3 separate regions of the Mus musculus genome follow, and regions 2 and 3 are each linked to region 1. The links are chromatin contacts, called in public Hi-C maps. All regions are on one chromosome and are shown on one strand. Each heading gives the region's core, a stretch centred on a gene start, on an enhancer-like site or on the middle of the called end of the contact. The rest is flanking DNA. Distances are from core to core; before and after follow the strand shown. Region 1 has its middle 24 kb from the start of Rps18-ps4. Region 2 has its middle 14 kb from the start of Gm33447. Region 3 has its middle 38 kb from the start of Gm33390.

What was found. A called contact is a pair of places that touch in the nucleus more often than the background predicts.
Region 2: a contact with region 1 is called in a Hi-C map of myocytes, with 3 times the contacts expected there. The contact joins two enhancer-like sites. A contact is called at or near these places in 7 of 484 Hi-C or Micro-C datasets (the C2C12 cell line, the N1E-115 cell line, cerebral cortex and 2 more), 3 of 115 datasets of contacts at active chromatin or transcription factors (embryonic basal ganglia, pancreatic cancer cells and stem cell-derived neural progenitor cells) and 1 of 9 other capture datasets (embryonic stem cells).
Region 3: a contact with region 1 is called in a Hi-C map of myocytes, with 2.8 times the contacts expected there. The contact joins two enhancer-like sites. A contact is called at or near these places in 3 of 484 Hi-C or Micro-C datasets (bone marrow-derived macrophages, myocytes and nephron progenitors).

The regions. Positions count from the first base shown.
Region 1 is chr13:97,773,814-97,776,564 of GRCm38.p6, forward strand. No RefSeq gene overlaps it. Among named protein-coding and RNA genes, the nearest start is that of Rps18-ps4, 24 kb to the left of the region's middle. Within about 2 kb of position 1,403, at least 96 of the 459 cell types and tissues checked have an H3K27ac peak or open chromatin away from gene starts, as enhancers often do. A contact at or near this core is called in the C2C12 cell line, the N1E-115 cell line, cerebral cortex and 3 more, where this site is marked.
Region 2 is chr13:97,388,982-97,392,022 of GRCm38.p6, forward strand. No RefSeq gene overlaps it. Among named protein-coding and RNA genes, the nearest start is that of Gm33447, 14 kb to the left of the region's middle. Within about 2 kb of position 1,595, at least 96 of the 459 cell types and tissues checked have an H3K27ac peak or open chromatin away from gene starts, as enhancers often do. A contact at or near this core is called in the C2C12 cell line, the N1E-115 cell line, cerebral cortex and 3 more, where this site is marked.
Region 3 is chr13:97,336,073-97,338,830 of GRCm38.p6, forward strand. No RefSeq gene overlaps it. Among named protein-coding and RNA genes, the nearest start is that of Gm33390, 38 kb to the left of the region's middle. Within about 2 kb of position 1,324, at least 22 of the 459 cell types and tissues checked have an H3K27ac peak or open chromatin away from gene starts, as enhancers often do. A contact at or near this core is called in myocytes, where this site is marked.

The DNA of each region.
Region 1 (2,751 bases), core at 153-2,652:
CATCTGTGCAAGCTCAAGCCTGTCCAATACCGCCATGGAGAGAGGAGTCGAAGATCAAATTCTTCCCCTAGCTGAGGATCTATTGGCCATGGAGAGCTGCTGGGAGAAAGAAAGAGTCAGTTTTCTTTATAGATGTAGCTCCTGATAAGTCACCCACACTCCAGTGGAAGGCCATACATCCAAGAATATACAGACAGCACAGATTGGACTTGGTTGGTATTTAAGAAAGAAAAAACAAATGATACAAAGTTGGGCAGTAGAGAATAGGAATGGGTCCGAGAGGACCCGGGAGATAAGTGGCTAGGATCAGAGAACATTTTATGAATTCCCAAATAACTGATTTACAAACTTTTGTCATGTCATGTATCCATTGTACAGGGTACCATGATTTATAAAGATGCCTTCAGGTTTCACATACAGATGCATTGCACTCAGAGCACATAAAGTAGCAACATGTGTGCCTTGTATGAAGAACCCAGCTCTTGGGGGAATGGCCTTAAATCAGCTTCCCTCTACAGCTTCGCTATTGACAGCTAGTTCTTCACACCTGATTTCATCCCTCTCCTTCTAGTGCCAAGGCAACTTTCAACAAATATCGATTGAACAACCTATTCAAAGTCCAAATCACCGTGGAACAATAGAAAAAAGAACAGAGCAGAATCTGACAAAGTTTTGATTCTACTTCTAAAAACTCTGAGATCTTGGGCTGATTATTAAAGCTTAGTTGTTAAATATAGCAAAAAAAAAACAAAAATCTCAGCTTCGTCTATGGCACATGCTCTAATGAAAGTGAAATTAATGGTTGATGTTACAATTACATAACAAATGGCTACTAGGTTAAAGATACATCTTAGAAATGATAGACTTTTAGTTTTACTATAAATGTTATGAAATGAATCATCAGTAAGAAAAGCTACAATAACTACAATTGCATAGGTCAAGCACACTACTAAAATAGTCGTGTAAGATTAGTATTTACTTTTAATAAATGAAGTAATTGAGACTTAGGGAAATTAAGTCTTTTGCTCAATATCATATAGCTCATCAGATGGTGGGAGTAGGATTCAAAGCCAGATTGCCTGGGTGTGGAGTCTGCTCTCCCCCGGGACAGCTCAGTCTCTGCTAATGTGTATCATTGAACTGGAAGACAAAGAGTCAGGGAGAATCAGCTGTCAGTCCACATTCTCTCTCTTGACACTGGTGTGGAAAGACACCATGAAGAAAGAATTACGAGCAACAGCAGCGGCTGCAACCTCCTTTTTCGGGATAAATAGATCAGAGAAGTAAATTGTATCCTGGACAAGCCTAGAAAGCACAGAATGTGCCTAAAGACTTCCACTGACTGCTCAGGCCCAGCCAGAACAATGCCAAGTCTAAGCCAGGCTGGGAACAAACTCCAAAGCAGATATTGCAGCAGCTGTGCTCGGTGACGTCATCAGCATGCTTGGTGCCCAGCTGCATGGAGCCGTGCTGGCTGGAGATGCTGCATCACCAGTAGTGAACGCCCAACTCCTGCTCCCCTGGGATGCTGGGAATGCCGGAGCAATGGCCACTGACTTCATTCCAAAATGGCATCTGGCTCTGGAATCCCTGCCTAACCCCATCTCAACACAAAGACAAAGTCATTCCTTCATCTCTCTCTCTCTCTCTCTCTCTCTCTCTCTCTCTCTCTCTCTCTCTCTCTCCTTTTCCTGAAGCTACTATAATTTTCTGCAATGGTTCTGCTTTGTTAGATTCTCTCTGTTTAAAAACAGTAAGAGGGGAGCTGGTGGGATCATTCAATGGGTGATGGAACTTGCCACCAATCCTGATGACTAGAGTTTGTTCCCCAGGGCTCACATGGTGGAAGGAGAGAACTGACTGCCACAAGTTGCCCATTTGCCTCCATGACAGTGCCATAGCACAGTGCACCCACACACAAACATGTACAAATCATACATACATGCATTCACACGTACATGCATTCATAATATGTGCATTCATACATACATGCATTCATATGTATATGCATCTTTTGAAGCAATGAGAAAAAGGGAGATGCTCTCATCTCAGTTCCAGGAAGTAAACAAGTTTCTAAATCCTCTCTCTTCTTTGAAAATTATTTAGCATGTTTCCTACAGACTAGCAAAATGTCGCCATTTCCCAAGTAGGCAACACCTGACCTGGAGCTGGTTGGGGGAGAAGAGGGAAGAGTGAATCTGTCTTCAGACACAGAGCTGTGGATAAAGACGGATGCCTGCTAGGTGTGATCTGGACTGCCACACACCGAGCGTTCAGCAGAGACCAAGGCTGGCGATGCAGATTGGAAGACACATGAAACCACAGGGTAAAGTCAAACTGTAAAGATTAAATCATAACTGCTGCAGCAAAGAACAAGGAGCAGTCTTGGTGACCCGTCACCATCGTCCTGAACGTCCTCATACTCCAAGAAGATCTTGGTTCCACCCCTGGATGGGGAAAGAACCCCCTCAAAGACTCAAAGACTTCCATTCCAAGAATTCTACTAGACTCTCAGCTGATTTTCTGTAGCGCTCTTGAAACCCTGTCAAAATAAAGGTTTGTGAAATTGTTGTAAACTTGGAATTATGAGCTTCCTAGAGAAATGTATAGAGACACAGCAGTGTTTGGTGTATTATGTCTCTTGGAACTGTAAGTAATAAGCACAACTGAGTCACTTTTCAACATTTTCAACTTTCAAAATGTATTCCACCTTTCTAACGGAAAACGTAAACTTTAAATCGTCACAATATT
Region 2 (3,041 bases), core at 345-2,844, 380 kb before region 1:
CAGTCTGGCCCCGGGCAGACGGCAGAAGGTGTCTGAACTGCTCCCAGATTGCCGTGGCCAAAGGGCAGATACTAGAATGTGATATTTCTGTGCTCAGAGTAATTGGGCTTGTGGGGAATGCCAACATGGACAGTGCTCAGTGTCAGTCCCCATCCAGAATTCCCACGAACACCCCAATTCCCGCACCTTACCCTGGATTGCTGAGGTGGGGTGGTGTCCTTTTCCAAGAGCAGCCACAGCTTGCTTATCTGCTGTGTGGATAGCCCACTTCACAGCTCATTCACAGCAAACTTAAGGCCAAGCTGGGAGCTTTCCCTTCAGCCCTGTAGCCGCCCACCTCCATACGGCCAGGGAATGCTGAATCTTCAGTGCCAGCAAGCCAGCGTTTATGGAATGCCTGACATGCGGCTGACTTTTTATTAGGTCAAGTTTTCATACAAACCTGATGCTATGAGTGGCATCTTCTTATCTTCCAGATTAGGGAGCCAAGACAGTTGTCTTGGGCACACCCATCAGTCTGCAGTAAGATGCCATCCAGGCTAACCATAGCATTTGATAGTTTGAGTCTTAGAAACTTTCCTAGGCTGAGATGAAGCTGAAATGATTTTTTTTTCCAGGTTAGGTTGGCAAGTGTTAGGCTAGGCTCTTTTCATATTAGACAAGCTAACCATCATGTAATATTTGAAAGGAAGAGAACTAATTCTAATTCAGTTTAACATGTAATTCACAATTTTTATTTGTTTTTTTTCCCATCCATGGAATCCTGCCACCCTGACAATGCTTTTACAACTCTCCTTGTAGCACCTGACTCTCAATTTCATGCCCTTTAAAAATAATCTTAACATTTATATTAAAGACACTTACATTATTCACTTAAGTAGACCACAGCTTCTACGATAAATGTCTATGCATTTCTTTTTCTAAGTTATTATCTTAACTTTAAAATCCACCTTTAGTAAATATGCAGAATAATGGATATCTTTATATTAGTTTCACACTGGTGTATCAGCTGCATTTTGTTTATTCAATAAATTTCAAGATGGAAAACAGAAAAAGAAATAATTTGGGGGCTGGTGAGATGGCTCAGCGGGTAAGAGCACCCGACTGCTCTTCCGAAGGTCCGGAGTTCAAATCCCAGCAACCACATGGTGGCTCACAACCACCCGTAATGAGATCTGGCTTCCTCTTCTGGACTGTCGGAAGACAGCTACAGTGTACTTACATATAATAAATAAATAAATAAATTTTAAAAAAAAAAGATGTTTGGGTTTTTTTAAAAAAAAAAAAAAAAGAAAGAAATAATTTGGAACAAAGTTGGGTAAAGCATCTTTACTGCTAGGTGCTATTCTTATAGGATCGATTATAATGTAGCTAAGTAAATATTTGTACCTATTGCAAATATATATATTTCAGAATACTTTGCCAAAGGAAAGCAATTTCTGTGTATATTACAGAAGGCCCCTTTGTTACTATCTCTATTTAAATCCTATGATGTCATTCCTTGTCCTGCTGTGCATCATCGTTTCCATAGTAACAAGGCAGCAGTGGGAGGGGACAGCCATTGGCTTTTAGGATGGCGGGAATGCATGGAAAGTTCCACCTTCCCTAGCAATGTGCAGATTACTTCAGCGTGTGATAAACAACGCAGAAAGTGACACTGTTCCAGGAAGCAGCTTGTTTGGCTTTCGGAATGTGTCTACTTTCCTGACAGCTTTTCTTCATCTTGTGCTGTCTTTCTTGCCTGCCCTCCTCCCCCAAGACCAAAATAAAATCATTAAAAAACAAAACTCCTGCCTGACGTTCCATGTGACTCAGTGACAGCTGTAGGAGTTTGTGCTGCCAGAGATAGTCCTGGGCAGAGCGCTTGCACAGGCTTAACTGCAAAGTGAATTCGACGCTAGATCTAGTCAATGAGAGCTGTCGGGATGTGACTGAGGAGGGAGGCGTCTCTTTGGAATTGAAAGTCACCTCTCTCTCTCTCTCTCTCTCTCTCTCTCTCTCTCTCTCTCTGTGTGTGTGTGTTCACTTAGGCATTGTTAGAATATTGTAACATACTTAGATACTTGATGTTTTCCATAGATGATCTTAACTCTGAGAAATATGCCATCCTTTCTGGGACACCAAGAAAAGGTTTTCAGATATGCACTCCTACCTTTATGTATTTTCAAAATCAAGTTCTTTAAAAATTTTTATGATTTTATGTTATATGTATGGGCATTTTGCCTACTTCTGTATCTGTGCACCATGTGTGTGCCTAGTGCCTGCAGTAGCCGGAACAGCATTTTCTCTGGACCTGGACCTGCAGTAGGTGTGAGACCCCACATAGCTGCTGGGAATCCAAACCCGGGCCTCTGGAAAAGCACAGTGCTCTTTACTAATGAGTCGTCTCTACGGCCCTGAGCTAGTCATTAATTAAAAACCACTTTTTGTTAATCACTTAAGTATCTTGTACAATATATTGATCATGTTCACCCTCTTCCTCCCAGGTCATCTTCTCTACCCAGATAGCTCCATGTCCTGGTTTTGTTTTTAAAGAGGTATTCTTTTTGAGGTAGTCATTAGAATTAAAAGAACACTGTGGGTATATATATATATGTATATATATATATATATATATGTATATACATATATATATATGTGTGTGTGTATGTGTGTGTGTGTATTTTTTTTGAAAAGAGGAGAGCTGTGTTAAGTATTCATTCTTTGCACACTATGCACATAGTTAGCAATTGGAATAAATGCAAGTGCAGAAACTGTGTTCCTGTAAACCTGAGGAAATATCTGCCTCCCCTCACTTTGAGGCCACATGTGATTGCTCTTCCTAGCCAACCATTGATATTGTCATGGGCATTGTTCTTAGACATTTACCCTCTATGTTCAACTTTGTTGGTCAATGTCAGTAGATCACAGATCAACATTTCAACAGTGATGTGCACCTTCTATGCAGTATGCTGACTACTGAGACAAGAGCTTGGGGTGGGGGGAAGCAGGAGACTCTACAGTTTATCATGCAGCCCTCCCCTAAGCTATGTTAGTACCCT
Region 3 (2,758 bases), core at 74-2,573, 440 kb before region 1:
CCTCTGCATTGATACATTTCCTCTAAGAAGGCCACACCTTGTCCATTAGGGCCACATCTCCTAATAATGTCACCTCCCATTGAGCCAAGTATATTCAAACCACCACAGCTGTAATATTAGCATTTGTGAGGTAGAAGCAGGAGGGTCAAATGACCGACATCATCCTTAGCTACATAATGAGTTACAGGCCAACCTGGATACTTAAGCCTCTGTCTTCAAAAGACATTGTTGTTACATCACAGAACAGACTATGAAGATCAATGAATTGGCCACTTGGCCTATTCAAATTTCATCCCTCTATCTCCTCACAGTCCGTTGGAGCTCATGAACATTAGAGGACTTGCCAGGTGCTGGGGGAAGCTACTGGTGGGTGATGGAGAGGAAGATGACCCACAGGTGTGCTTCATCTTGATTAGTTAGGATGCTCATGCGATATCAACTTTCCATCTATTTTAGGAAGCCACTAGTCCCTTCTAGAAGCCCCAGAGAAGGATATGAGGTCACCCTTTGGGCGGACTCTTCTGAGTCTCTCAATGTCTGCTGCTGTTCCCATCCCAGAGTTTCCTTTTCATCTGTCTATACCCCTCCCTCTTCCAGCAAGAACTCTTTATGAACACAAAAGATGTTTAGGAAGCAAAAACTAATTTTGCATAATGACTGACACTTGGTTGCAGAAAGGAAGCATTTACGTGTCATTTACTTTCCAGAAATTTCCAAGCAGTCTCCGAAGGTCTCCAAAGTGGTACTTTCATTATTGCCAAAAAGGAAAAGGGCCGAGACATGTGCTGCATTGATGTTTGAATTTGGAGTATCTCTTCCTCTAAATTACAATTAGGCCAGCATTGGGAGCTTCAGATACTACCAGGGCTTATATGTTCTAGTGACACTTTGCAACACTGAAAGTCTATAAAATATGTTCTCCTGGCTGGTACAGGCCTGTAGCATCAGCTATGGAAAAGACTAAGACAGGAGGGTGACTTGAACTCAGGAGTTAGAGACCCCATGGCAATACAGTAAAATAATATAAAATTAAATGAAAGCAAATCTAAAAGTCTTAGAAAATGTTTGTCCTTCCCAGTTATGTGAGATGACGGGGTGGCTCTCAAGTGTGCCCGGGTTGAGCGTGAGGTGACAGATACACGTGTATATCTAGGCCTGACCGCATGTTCCAGCTTTGCCTCCAATTCCAAATATTTAGACCTGTGGTTGGAAAAGTATTTTGACTTCGGAAGAAGATGAAGTCTGCCTTGGGGAATGAGCAGGTGGCTCATCTCCGCCTTCATTTGTACGCTCCAGTTTGCTTTTGTGGCGAGCAGATCCCAGGCAGCCCTCCAAACCTCCGAATATGGATTGTCTGCTTAAAATTAGCAAGATGACCAAGCTGTCTGTGTCAGGCCCACTTCCAGTTTCCCATCGATAGGTTCCGTGACCTGTTTGGCAAGCTGTTCCTGTCTCCCTTGCCAGAGAGACTGATGGGCCACTGGTGATGGGTCCCGGCAAGGCTTCAGTCACCTCACACCGACTGCCAGCTGTGATGTGACTCTGAGCTGGGGTGTCAGGGATGCAGGGATGCACAACAGACTCTGAGCTGTCCTGTTACAGCAAGAAGATTTCTCTTTCCAAAACAGAAACGATGGCTAATAAATTTCTGATACTAGCTCCCCCCTCCCCCCCCCCCCGACATCCATTTATCCTTTGGCTGGAGAGCAAAATGAATTAGCCACGGAGCCAAAGGGCACAGGTTCAAGGCTTCACTGTGAGAACAAAACTTTAATTAGGAGTTTTGATTACTTCTCATAGGATATGTAGGATTCCAAGCTTTATCAACCCTTGGAAGAATCTAATGGATTGAGAAAAAAATGGTTTTTTGCTAACAGGAAACAGAAAGAGACTGATTTTAAAAAGCCCAAAACATGGGGGTCTGCTGTGAATTAGCATGTTTCCCACGGGCAGCTAAACAGTTTCAGATATAAATTACTTTCAGTGCCTTTCCCCCTCTCGCTCCACACAGGAGCTTGTGTTTCCTGCTCATTAACAAAAAAAAAAAAAAAAAAAAAAAAAAAAAAAATGCCACTGTATTTCCCAGTCTCCCTGAGCCAGCCAGCCCTGCTGTTTTCTGTGTGTTTCTGACTAATAGGGGGGTGGGGGAGGGTTGGTCTAAGACTGAAGTTGCTTAGAGGCTTAGGCTACCAACTCCGGGGTCTGTGGGGATGGCACAGGGGCTCTGTTGAATTGAGGTAGCCATTGAAGCCTCCAGATTCTATCACACAGGGCTTTGTCTCTCTTCCTGTTCTGTCTCTCTGTCTGTCTCTCTGTCTGTCTGTCTGTCTCCCCCTCTCCTTCCCGCTATGTATCCAAGGGTGATTTTGAGCTTCTGCTCCTACTTCTTTCACATTCTGAGCACCAGGATTGCATGCGCACGTCGGTTATTTGGTGATGGGGATTGAACTCAGGGCTTTGTGTGTGCTAGGCAAGCACACTACTAACTGAGCTGCGTCCCCAGCCCCACTAAGCATTTTCTTTGTTAGTGTCCTCTAGATAAAGGGCTAACTCCAGGACCCCTGACTGCCCACCCTGGCCAGTCACCGTATCTGCATACAAGGAAGGGTCGTTCTTCCTTTAGGTCCTGGCATCTCCACCTGCACGCTCTACACTTAAGTATTCATGTTTATTTTTGAGTGGGATAAAAACACATTCTTCTCTCATCCATTCTCATCTTGTTTCACCACCTCCTACATACAGGGCATTGTGCTGAGTG